Regions from separate parts of the Anas platyrhynchos genome. Here region 1 is linked to region 2. Evidence: chromatin contacts called from public Hi-C data. All regions are on one chromosome and are shown on one strand. Each heading gives the region's core, a stretch centred on a gene start, on an enhancer-like site or on the middle of the called end of the contact. The rest is flanking DNA. Distances are from core to core; before and after follow the strand shown. Region 1 overlaps PFDN1 (prefoldin subunit 1). Region 2 holds the start of SLC4A9 (solute carrier family 4 member 9).

The links. Hi-C and Micro-C count contacts between places; a contact is called where the count stands out from the background.
Region 1: a contact with region 2 is called in a Hi-C map of subcutaneous adipose tissue, with 2.1 times the contacts expected there. The contact joins the enhancer-like site here to the promoter of SLC4A9 in region 2. A contact is called at or near these places in 6 of 8 Hi-C or Micro-C datasets (F1 follicle, liver, skeletal muscle and 2 more).

The regions. Positions count from the first base shown.
Region 1 is chr14:11,661,156-11,667,212 of IASCAAS_PekinDuck_T2T, forward strand. PFDN1 (prefoldin subunit 1) reads left to right here. Exons shown (of 4, transcript XM_027468158.3): 4 at 3,009-3,228. The coding sequence ends at 3,092. It overlaps CYSTM1 (cysteine rich transmembrane module containing 1), which reads right to left. Exons shown (of 3, transcript XM_013100909.4): 3 at 4,272-4,761. The coding sequence ends at 4,655. Among named protein-coding and RNA genes, the nearest start is that of CYSTM1, 22 kb to the right of the region's middle. Within about 2 kb of position 2,921, at least 2 of the 8 cell types and tissues checked have an H3K27ac peak or open chromatin away from gene starts, as enhancers often do. A contact at or near this core is called in subcutaneous adipose tissue, where this site is marked.
Region 2 is chr14:11,610,429-11,616,527 of IASCAAS_PekinDuck_T2T, forward strand. It overlaps SLC4A9 (solute carrier family 4 member 9), which reads right to left and starts at 4,773. Exons shown (of 21, transcript XM_038186248.2): 1 at 3,416-4,773; 2 at 1,558-1,718; 3 at 1,199-1,348; 4 at 975-1,036; 5 at 373-530. The coding sequence starts at 3,693.

The sequences.
Region 1 (6,057 bases), core at 1,671-4,170, 49 kb after region 2:
GCATCAGGACCGGTGCAGATCCTCTTTCCCCATCATTTTCTGCTAGAAACTGCGTAACCAAGGAGAGGGATTGAGGGAAAATGCAAATTTCCAAAATCCTGCCCAGCCCGTGCCTGCAGGTGATGCTTACCCAATAAAGTGTCCCCTTGCCATGCCCCGTGTAGCTCTAACACCCCTGCTCCCCCATTTCACCCCACAAGTGGTGAGGGCAAAACACAACAAGCACAGGAGCGTGTGATGTAGGTCTGTGTACGTTCCCCATGGCACCCATGGGCACTTCTGCAGTGTGTTGGGCCGGATTGATACTCAAACCACTCGTACATGGGGAGGTGGAGCTCAAAGACTCTCCAGCGCAGTTCCCTAGCCGTGGATGTTTGCAGTCCCCCTGTGTCAGGATCCCCAAACCATTATTTGAAGCCTCTCAGGTCCTGTCTGTGTGCGGATGCTGCCTCGTGGCCAGCCCTGGGCTGTCTGCAGGAGCCAGGCTGCCAGCAGAGGGATCTCTTCAAATGTCTCTTTCCTGGTGGGCATAGGTGGAGAATGGAGTGGATAAAGGGTCTGTTTTGTAGAATAATATAAAAAAATGTTTTGAATGCATAGAAATTGGCTGTGCTGGAGCTGCTCTCCTCCTATAGCCAGCAGAGTCAGGAGGCTGCAACTCTGGGAGCTTCCTCTCAGCGCAGACCCATTCAGCTTCTCTCTGACCTCTCTCCCCTCCCAGCCTTCACATTCAGTTCCCCAGATGTGAAATCCATCCACGTCTTCCAGGAGCAGCAGGAGAACACAGAAGTCCTGCCCTGCCAGGGTGTCAGCGCCGTGCTGGGAAGTCATTAGCAGTGGTAACCCACAGGGTGCTTCCTCTCCACCAGTTTCCTGAAAAGCAGCTCCGAAAAGCACCAGGGATCCCGGGTGTCAGGGGGCTGTGGGCAAGAAAGATGAACCATGGCCATGGCCTTGGCTTTTGTTAACAACCTTTGCTATTTAAATAAAAGTCCTTCAGTAGTTGGAAAAGGGACTGGGAGGGGTGTCCTTGCAGCGTGGGAATTTGTCAGGTGCACGGAGGTGTCGCTGTAGGGTCAGCTGTGAGGGGATGGATGCAGAGTGACGGCAGCAGGGCCCTATCACGTGCTTGTGGGTTTCCCTTCTGCATTCTGCATCCCAGCTCTGTGTTTGTGCAAGAACCATTCAGGAAGCTGCCAGGGGAGCATTGACTTTGGCATTTTTTGCAATCTGGCAAAAATGGGGCTCACACCCAACTCCCTCCCTTTGCCCACAGCCATTGGGAGGGTGCTGCTCAGCGTGTGCTTTTGGTGGCAATGTGTGCCGTTTCCACATCACCCCTGAGTGGCAGAGTGCTGGTCTGCTTCAGCAAGGCAGTGGCTGGGGGTGAGCACCCCGGAGCAGCGTTTTAGCCCTTTTGTTCTCCCCCTCTGCAGTTTCCCATGCATGGCTGGGCAGTGCTGAGGACCTCCCATGTCCCCTGTAGCTGTTCTCGGCTTTCAGAGAATCATTCAGATTGGGAAAGAGCTCTGAGATCATCTGGTCCAACCTTTAACCCAGTACTGACAAGTCCACCACTGAGCCATGCCACCAAGTCCTACATCTCCACGTTTCTTGAAGACCTCCAGGGCTGCTGACTCAACCGCTTCCCTGAGCGGCCCCTGCCAGTGACACAAAACACTTTGAGTAAAGGAGTTTCTCCTAATACTGAACCCAAACCTCCCAGGTGCAACTTGAGGCCGTTTCCCCTCCTCTCCTCACTTGGATGAGCTTTGTTGGGTTTGGGAGGGATCATTCATATCACACCGGGTTCCTCTGCACGTGTTTAGAGGTGGTTCGGTGGAGCCTGTGACAGGATGCTCAAGGCTGAGGCTCTGTAATGTGAAAATAATCCTGCCCATGGTTATTTTCACCTTGCTCAGCCCCAGGACGGGGATGTACCAGGTGTGAAGGAGCATTTGCTTAGGCTGGGGCTGCCACCACCCCGGGGAGAGCTGTGCTGGGAGCTTCGCATCGCAGTGATCCCCGCTGGGCTTTGTGGAGGCGAGGATGGGGGCAGCGAGCCCTGCACCTGCACGCCCTGTTTGCAGGCAGCTACAGGCTGCGGAGCCCTGTGTGAGCCTCGGCAGGTGGTTGTGCAGCCCAAAAGCTGCTGGGTGACCCCTCCATGAGCCCGCCACCGGGGAGCCTGCCCCGGGCTTCCCCCAGCCCATCAGCAAGCACTGGAGTGGCGATTTCCTGGCACACAGCAGCAAAGTCCGGCAGCACATGGACAGGGCTTCTTTCTGAGGGCCTGGCATCCGTGGGAGACTGTTGTGTCTGTTGTTTGGAAACCCAGAGAAAATAGTCAAGGGAGCCAGTTGCAGATTTTTCCAGTCACCTAGGAGAACCCAGACGAGCAGGAAAAAATGCTGCATGGTGAATTCCTATCTTGGGATGCACAGCTTTGGTCTGCTTCCCTGCCAAGCCTGGACTAATTAAAGATGATTAAAGAAACACATTTTGTGATGATGGCAGGGAATTTCTGAACATGCGGCAGATAGAAAAGAGGGTCTGGTTTCTGAAAACACCCAGCTGGGAAAAAAGAGCCTTTTTTAACCTGAGTGTGAAAGGGTTCTGGTGCGGGTTGCTGATAGCATAAGCAGGCTCCAGCATATTAATTTATCTCTGGGCTCCAAACTTTACGGGGTGTGATTTCCGTTTCTTCGCTGCTACATTTGATGTCAGACACTTTGTGCAGCTCTGCTGTTGAAATAATCCCACAGCTCTGAGGAGGAGGTCTCAGAGGGAGCAGAATTCAAACTCTGTGTAAACATTGCCCAGGCAAGAGAGATTCAATATTAACACTTCCAGGATGCCTCTGGAAATGAAAACGGCTCTCGCTTTCGGGGCAGCACGCCGTGTTGTGTGCGCCCTCAGCAGGCTGCTGGGGGCTCTGCCCTGATCGCTTCCCTGTGCTGCTGGTGCCAGGCTGGACATTAACTCCCCTCTGGGTTTCTGCCTTGCAGCAGAAGAAGTCGTACCTGGAACGAAGCGTGAAGGAAGCAGAAGATAACATCAGAGAGATGCTGATGGCCCGGAGGGCGCAGTAGCTGCGTGGTTCCCGACAGGCCTGCGGCACCCTCTGGGTGATGCTGGGCAGCTCCGCCGGTGCCGCTCACCACTGCGGGTCTACGTGACGGCTGCTACTTGGCAGTGTTAATAAACTCTACCCCACAGCCTGTGTTAGCTCCTTCTCTCTGCCTCTGTGTTGCGCAGCTGCTGCCTCCCCTGCTGGAGTTTACAGTAGGTGGTAATAGGGCTCGGGGTGGGTGTCCCCGGGGAATCCTGCTTTCCTCGCACCCCGACAGACACGGGGTGCTGCTGGCTCTGGGCACCCCTCGCATCGTGTGGCTGCAGTCAAGCTCCTGACCTGTGCTGGAGCCGGCTGGCAGGATCAGGCTGTCAGGAGCTGCTCCAAATCACCTCCACCGCTGCCTTTTGGTTGCTGCCCCCTAAACCTCCCATAGCAAGTCCTGGGCCAGCCTGAATGACTTTTGTCCCTGCATCCTATGACATGTTCCTCCCTCAAGCAAGCGACTCCGTAGTCTGAGCTGTGATGCACGTCACTGGGTGTCACACCTGGATGCTGGGGCTGCAGTTTCACAGGAGCAGCCCTGGAGGAGGGCCCAGACAAGGTGCTTGGACCTTGCTTCGGTTCCTGCCTGCCACTGGGCCCGTGTGGAGCTGGGCCCAATGAACATGGTGCTGCTGCTTGCTGGTGGGCAGGATGGCTCTGCCAAGCCCTACAGCCCTAAGCAGAAGTCCAGGAGGTGAGTGCGTGATGTCTGCCCTGCTCCATGTGTCCATCTGCTGGGCCTGGGCACGGAGCAGGCTGGGTTTGGGCAGGGGAGCCCAGTGGCAAGGGTGGCCTCGCACAGAGCTGGGGCTGAGCTTCACCCTCGTGCCCAAGCCCAGTGCTGGCCTAGCCTGGCACTGGGGAAGGCTCTGCCCAGGCTTGCTGGGGCCCTGGTGAAGCCCTCACTTCTGCACCACATGCCTGATTCCCACCCCATTGCCTCAGGCAGCTCTTCAGCACTAAATTAATCCATGGCTTTATTTACTGTCACCCATCTCTTTACCCTTACCAAGCTGATGCTCTACAGCATGATGCTGGAAACACCCAAGTGGGATCAGGCCTCCTAACTGCTTGAAGCCAGGTCCATCACTGCTGCACCGCAGTCAGTGCAGGCAGGAGGCTGAGAACAGACAGTGATGGGGGAAGCACACTCTCTACAGGACAGATTTATTGAAACAATCGTGACCTAGCAAAGAAAATCAACTGTTGGCTTTAATTGTTGCATATATCTTCATTTCTAGGACTAGGAAAATTTCAACTGATAAATATACATTTCATCAGAATGCCTTTGGCTGAAATACACCACGAGCACATTCTTCAAAGTTACAACAAAAGTCTTAGAAATGTTAAAAAGGGATTTCCCTTTACTAAAATAAGGAGTGCACCCCCCACCCCAACAAGGCGCTAGGACTGACAGACAGGAACTCTTGGCTGTGCAAAGCAGAGCGTTGATTACAGTAACAGAAAGGAGTCGGGAGAGGAGTGGGGAGACTGCATAGCACTCAGTAAGAGGTACGAGAGGTGGCTTCGGCAGAGTCAGGTCAGCATGTCCCAGAGGCAGCAGCAGCAGAGCGCGGTCCAGCACGCCGTCAGGCAGGCGCTCTCGCCTGAGTCGTCCCTTCGCCGCTCCTCCACGACGTACACTGCAGGGACAAGAGAGCTCGGTCAGTCAGGGGCCCGTCGGCTCCCCGGCATTTCTGGTGGGTTGCCCATGCCTGCCCGAGGCCGAAGGGGCAGTTACGCATCCCCCAAGGACTGCAGCAGGGAGCTGATCCTTGACGGGTGCCTCCACTGATGCTCAGGTGAGTGCGTGCAGGGCACGTGCGGAGCTCCCATGATGGGTCTGACAGAGCCTCCAGCCGTGGTTTCATCCCAACAGCAGCAGCAACCCACAGAGCCCCACTCACAATAACGACGGGGTGATTGCTTACCATACACCATTGGGGCAGAACAGGCTTAACTTAAGAAAAAAATCATTTAATTTATCATCAGTTAAAATAAACGTGGGTAGTGAGACAGACAAACATTAACACAACACCTTTCCTCCCTTCCTCTCCCAGCCTCAATGTCACCCAGGTCCCTGGCCACTGGTGGGTGCAGGAGGACTGGGAGGAGGAGGCTGCTGTCAGCACACTGCAGTTTCTCTCTTTCACTCCCTTCTCCTTGCACTTTCCTGCGGCCTCCCTGATTTCTTTTGCTCTGTAAGGCTTTGGTGCTGGGTGTGCTGTCCCACTGCCTGGGTAGTTTGGGCTTTTCTCCCTTCGTCACCTTCACGGCCCTTGGTTGGCCTCTCTCCAGTAGCTCCATGTCCCTCATGTCCTGGGGAGCCCAGAACTGGACCCAGCACTCCAGGAGTGGCCTCGCCAGTGCTGAGCAGAAGGGAAGGATCACCTTCCTCGACCTTCAGCCAACACTTGGCCTTAATGCAGCCCAGAACACTTTGATCTCTCTGCAGCAAGGACACATTGCTGACTCGTGTTCAACTTGGTGTCCACCAGGACCCCCAGGGCCTTTTCTGCCAGGCTGCTCTCCGGCTGGGTGCCCCCAGCATGTCCTGGTGCCTGGGGTTGTGAACATCAGTGGCTGCTGAATGCCACCACCAGAACAGTGTCTGCGGTGATGGAGAGGACCAAATGGCATCTGCTTATGGTGTTAAGGAAGAGCAAACTGTGCTCCAGTGGGGGCTCAGGTCCACCACTTCTTGGAGTCCCGGTACAGAAAGAACTGAGGAGCTGGACAACATCACATCACTGACACGGAGCACGGCCATGGACACGCTGCTGCAGTTGCCATCAGATGTCAGATGTGGTGCTCCAGGAGGAGCCGGTCCCCAGAAAAAGAGGGAAAACCAGAGGAGAAATGCCAGCATCCCAGCAGTCTCCTGCCAGGATTTCCTGGGGACAGAATGAGCTGGGAAGTCTGTCCCTGGAGGCTGCAGC
Region 2 (6,099 bases), core at 3,523-6,022:
CCTAGGGAGTTCAGGTGGGGACAACACAGGGGTCCACCCCCCCAGCAGCCTGGCAGCTGCTGGCACTGCTCTCAGCACTTCCCAGCTGCAGTGAACTAAGCTCCTGAGGGACTCTGGAAAGCTGGAGTCAGGCAGTGAGTCAGGGCTCTGGGACTTTGCGCAGGCTCCTTGTGTGGCTTTGGGTGTCTTCCCCTTGGCTTTCACCAGGTGAGTCTAGGCATTGGTGCTTAGCTCAAGTGGTTGTTCTGTGCTGCATGGTCCAGAGCTTGAGGGATGCAGGAGCGAGCGGGGACACAGACCACAGAGGGGACTGCAGGGCTGGAAAAGGGGCTTGTGTGGCCAGCAAAGGGCCACTAGCCAAGCTCCAGTTACCTGCTGGGGAGAGCAACTTCAGTCAGTGAGCCAAGTGCCGCCACCTCCCTTAAACGAACAAAGACGGTAAACGGCTTCTTCAGGAAGTCAACTTCACCAACCATAACGTTGGCAACTTCAGCCCCTGGTGGGAGCTTCTTCTTAAATCGGTTCTTCAGCTGAAATGACATGGAAAGGAAAGTCCGTGTAGGATGACACCTGCCACAGCACTGACACAGCTAAGGCTTTCCCTCTGCTCAGCAGCTGGAACTCAGGATGTGACGGCTGCCCAGGGGCCAGGGAACTTCTTGCAATGAAACCAAGCTGCTGCAGCACTTCCAGCTGCCAGCCTTGTCAGCTGCACTGTGCACCTGCCTGGCCATCTCCTTGGGGCATCATGGCCTGGGGACTCCCTGCCTTCCTCAGAGATGACACATCAGGAAGGCTTGGATCTGCACTGACACACACAGGCCTATCCCGTAACAGTAATGACATTAGTGGGCAGAATTTTTCAGCCCACTTTGGGTTTGAGGCCAAGAAACGCATCCACTGCTTGGAAAAAAAATGACTACCTCCACCGAGACCCCGATCCCGGCTCCCTCTTGCCTCCTCTCCTGCCTTACCTGCTCCTTGAGAGGCGTTTCTGAGAGCTGGGCTCTGGGCTGAGGGCAGTTTTTGGCCTTCCCTGAGGAAAAAAAAAAAAAGCAGCAAAATACATGTGCAAGCAAAATCTCAGCATGGGTATTGCCCTAGGTAGGTGGCCCAGAGGCAGCAGAGACACAGCAGGAGGGACAGTGGCTGGGCCGTGAGCGACTCAGCTCCAAGCATGGGCACAGCCAGGCATTACCTCTGCAGGGACTGAGGCCGAGGTCAGCGAGCGCCAGCAGTGGGGATTTGGTGGCTTGGTGCCGCGGCTGGAGGAGCAGCAGAGCTGCCAGGCGGTCCCTCAGCTCAGGCAGCAGCACCCAGTCGTCGGGCTGCCTACAAAGCGCCTTGTCTGCAACAAGGACAGGGTTAGCTTAGCTCCCTGTGCTATCCCAGCCACGGGGCTCTGCCAGAGAAAAGCCCCCTTTGCTGGCCTGGCAGAGCCACTTTGGCTACCCGGCAATCCTGTGTCACGGCTTTCAGTGAGGGATCTCCTGGTAGCCTGGCCCCTCTCTCAGAGGGAGCTCATCCTCTGAGGAGACCTTTATGTTTCCCACGTACCAATTATTTCCTTGACACTGTGGGCATCCAGATCCAGGAGCACTGTCCCCTTCTGCAGGCATGTCCTCAGCTCGAAGAGGCTGTGCAGGGGGAGGGCTGGGATGTGGGGCATGCTCCAGCGCTCCCCTCCATCCTCCACCTTCTCCTCGAACTTTATCCACCTACCCAGGAAGAATGACAGGGTCAGTGGCACGAAGTGGGCTGCTCTGGGGTCCCGTGCCCAGCAGCAGGAGCTGCAGATCCCTGATCTCAGCATGGGGCTAGACCAGGTGGGATGGGGTTTTGGGGCCCGGGGCTGGCAGTGTGGGTGGCTGGTGGCAGGAGCAACCCGGGCAGGTACATCCCTACCCCTGCCACCTCACACCTTGCTCCGAGTTCCTGCCTGGAGGAATTTCACCCATCCCCGTAGCTACCAGTGCTCGCTGGCAGTCAGAAGAGACGTGTTCTGAGGCATTTACCCTGAACAGGCCGTGCCAAATATTTGCAGCCCAGCACACACAGAGCTTCCCTTTGTCCCACCAGCACGCGGCACGGTGCGAGCGTGCCCTGCGGGCCCAGTGCTGGCCGTTCCTCCAGGCAGGCCCAGGAGGGGCCCATGGTGGCTGAGGCGGAGCCTGGGGCACAGCCATGCTGGCAGAGGACAGAGGAGATCCCCCAGCACACCCACTTTTGGCTTTTGGGCAGTGTCACCCATTTCCCCTCCATACCCTCTGGCCCCCGCTGCAGCCGGAGCCCCCTTTCGCACACATCATCCCTCCCATGCTGTGGAGGGGTGGCATGGAGAGGGGACACATCCTGGCCACACTCCTACCCCCACCAGCACACGGTTGGGCCTGGCTCCTCTACCATGGTGCCTCAGCCCCAGGGCCCCATCCTCCCTCCCTGGCCTGAGCTCCAGCTACTCCTCCGCTCCCAGCTCTCCCCCTCGGGTTGTTTCTGCCTCCTGCTGCCTCAGGCACCTGAGCCCTTTCCACATCCTGCTCCTTCCTTCTCCCTATGTCCCAGGTCCACCCTGGCAGTGCTGCCCTATGGCCAAAGCATTTTTCCAGGCCTTTCTTCCATGCTCTCGAAAAGAAATCAAATCATCTCCCAGGCCTTCAGGTTGTGTGTGCAGGGATCAAGGCCACAGGCCTAGCCCCCGTGCTGGGCTGAGACCCAACTCCTCCACGCTGTCCCAGAATTTTTGAGGAGGGCAGCACGCCCCCATTTTCACCAGCAGTTTCTGAGAAGGTTGCAGCCACTTCTCGGGAAGAGCTGCCCAGTGTTGCTGGACTGCTCGTGGTCTGCACCCAGGCTTTGCCCCTGACACCAGTGCAGTGCGGGGTACATCCTTCTCCCCAGCTCTTCTACGACACTTACTTTCCCCGTGTTCCCACAGTGATCTTGCTGCTATGCTTTCAGTTCTGCTTCAGCTTCAGCTGTGCCAGGCCAGTGCTCAAAGACAGCGAGCAATGGAGCACTGTCCCGTCACCAGCTTGCAGCATCGATGCTGAGGCCATGGAGAGGCAGGAAATGGAGAAGCAGAACTGAGGAAATACTTGTGTCAGCACTGTGCAAAGGCAGGGTCACTGTCTGCACCTTGCCTGACACTGTGTCCTCACGGCTGGTGGAAACTTTCAGATGAAATGAGTCACTCAAAATTGGGAAGAAGAATTTCCTGGAAGGCACAGCACGGGCACCGGAAGGGGGAGAGCAAACCGAGCATCCCTGTAGTTGAGGACTTTACATGCCAGAGTAAGGCAGGAGGCTTGCCCAGCAGACAGCTCAGCACTGCTGGAGCACCTAGCAGTTTAAAGACCATTTCACCCTGGGTTCCCCAAGCATCACCAGCTGGCCCGACCACAGCACGAGTGCCTACCTGGCCATCTCTTTCCACTCCAGGCCTGCCGGGGTGCTGAGCAGCTCATTGAGCTGGATGAACAGCAGCGGACACTTTCTGTCCCCCACCTCTTCCTGTTGCAGGATGGCACGGACTCGTTCTGCTGCTGAGGAGATGCTTGAGGCAAAGATGCTGCCGCTGACCACTGGGTAGAGGACATCGGAGCTGCTGCTCGGGGTGTCTTCGTGCCTGAGCTGTGGGTGGGCATCTGCTGCCTGGGGAGCTGCACTGTCCGGCCCAGGCACTTGGTCTGTCATTGTGACCAGTGACTGGGAGCCACGTGCACCAGCTCTGCTGGGTGCTCACTCTTCTGGAGCTGCTGGCATCTTGCTCATCTCGCCCTTATAAAAGCTGTGAGCCAGTTCAAACTGGCCACAGACTAACAGCCAGGTGCCAAACCCCAAACAGCATTATCAAAATACAGTGGCCAGCCCTGAAAACCTTGGTATCACTGGCTCCCACTGCTCCTAGTCACCAACCTGGGTACCCCTGGGTACCCCAGGTCTGCCACCAGCTGCTTTAAACCTGGGCTTGTGGGTGACACGGCCCATCCTCACCCACCTCGCTTGCTGCTGGGGACAATGGCAAGAGCCAGATAACCATCATGATGACTTTGTGATTGCTGCAGTGAGGGTGAGATTGGGCTTTCCTGGTTAAATGCCAGAACCCACCACCAACACCTGTGCCCACTCTCCTCACGGTGTGTGGGAGGAGGGAGCACACGGCCCCATGGCAGTGTTTGCTGGGGAGGGGGATGTGGCACCGTGTCTTTCCCTTGCTGGCGTGGGGCAACAGGGATGTGCGACAGGGAAAGATGTGTCACCGCTGAGGAAATCCAGAGTGGGGCAAGAGGGAGCCTCTGGCAGATGAGGAGCTGCTGGTGGACTACCGGCAGAAGGTGAACAGTGCGTCATGAGTGGCGACAAGGGCCATCACGGCGTGCGTGGATGTCACCATGGGATGCGGCAGGCGAGCGGATGTTGCAGTGTGTGCAAGGAGGAAGGATGTGGGGACATCTGTACAGCCCTCCTGGGCAGAGGGAGCTGGCACAGTGAAGCCACAGCCAGTGGAGACAGAGCCTGTGCCCCGCTCAGTGCTTCTCCTTCCCATCACTGCTCCGCCAGCGCAGGAGGAAGGGCCCAGCCCTCACTTGTCGTAGCAGCAAGGGGCTGGTCGGCCTCCTTGCACCACCATCGACCCACTCTCACCATGCCCAAGCAGCTGTTAGCAGCCCACCCTCCTCTGCAAGGACAGCTGGACATCCCTGTGCCTTGAGCTGGCCACGCCTGGAGAAAAGCTGACGGCAGGGAGCGGTGCCCTGTGCTGCTGCGCCAGGGCAGGATGGAGACAAGCCTGCTGTGTTGCCACAACATGCAGCCCTGCCTGCACGGAGCGCACTGCCGTGGGGTTTTGCTACTTTCGTGCCTTGCAAACAAACAGTCCCGTTGTATACAGTGCAAATACCACAACATGCAACACAAACAGCCCAGCAAACACTGGCTGTTTGTACTGGAACCAGTCGGTCTGTGCAGGAGTTGGTGCTGGGAGCAGCCTGGAGCAGCGCCAGGCACCACCATTGCTGAAGTCACGTTTCAGGGGAGCACGGGTGGTCATAAACTTGGGCCCCAGTGCCAAAGGGGCACACGATGGCCTGTGCTGTGCTGGTATCTGCTCTGCAGCAGCTGTAGCTTGGGCTCAGTGGGCCAGGAGCTGAGGCTAAGGCCATGGTGGCTCTGGTCCACAGCGAGGCACTGGGATGTGTGAGACCCTCTGTGCTGAGCAGGGACAGGAACTCTTTTTGCTTGTGCTGCTCAGCCTCTCCTGTGCCTTCCCCAGGTAGCTGTGACAGGTCCTGCACTGGTCCCCATTCCCCATGTGGCACTCAGTCCCACCCCAAGAAGGGGGTTTTGGTCAAATTGGTCAAAAAAGGTCATCTTGTTTTGGTCAAATGTCTTTTTCCTACTCCTCATCCCCCCTGTTCCCTGCACACCTCCCAGCCAACCTCATTATCCCAAAGCTACAGCCACATCTGCCTCGTACCTACCCACTGCCCTGTGCCTGCATCCCATCGGTCATTACAGACCTCCAGCAAACCAGGTTTGCTCTGGCACCAGCAGCTACTGACTGGGGCTTCCCACCTACCAGGCCCATCCCCAGCCCCTTGGGGGCTGCCACGCATCCCCAGTGCTCCTTGGGCAAAGCAGGAGGCCGTGTCTGGGAGCAGCAGCTTTAGCAGCTCACCCACACCCCCAGGCTGTCCTGTTCGAGGGGCAGCGATTGCCCACCTGGCTCAGGAGACACTGGATGTCCTCTCTGCTCTGCTCTGTTCCCTGCCCTCATCGCTTCAACCTGCTTCTCCCGTTAGGTACCAAATTCTCACTTCTCCCTTTCAGTTTAACGCTGATCCTTTTCTCTCGCTTCTCTGCTCACTTCTCAGCCACATCTCACCCTGCCACATCCCCAGGGATCCAAGCACTGCCCTCAGGGCTGGAGCCTGGCACCCACGTCCCCCAGAGGCCCTCGCCACGCCAGCTGTGCTCCGTGTACCTGCCGGGTTGTTTGCCCTGCGATAGCAGTGTTTTCCTAAGGAGTGTGCCAGTGCACCCGGATGGTTTGCAGGTTACCAGCCATGCAGCAGCTTTCATTCGGCCTGCGGAGAGCCA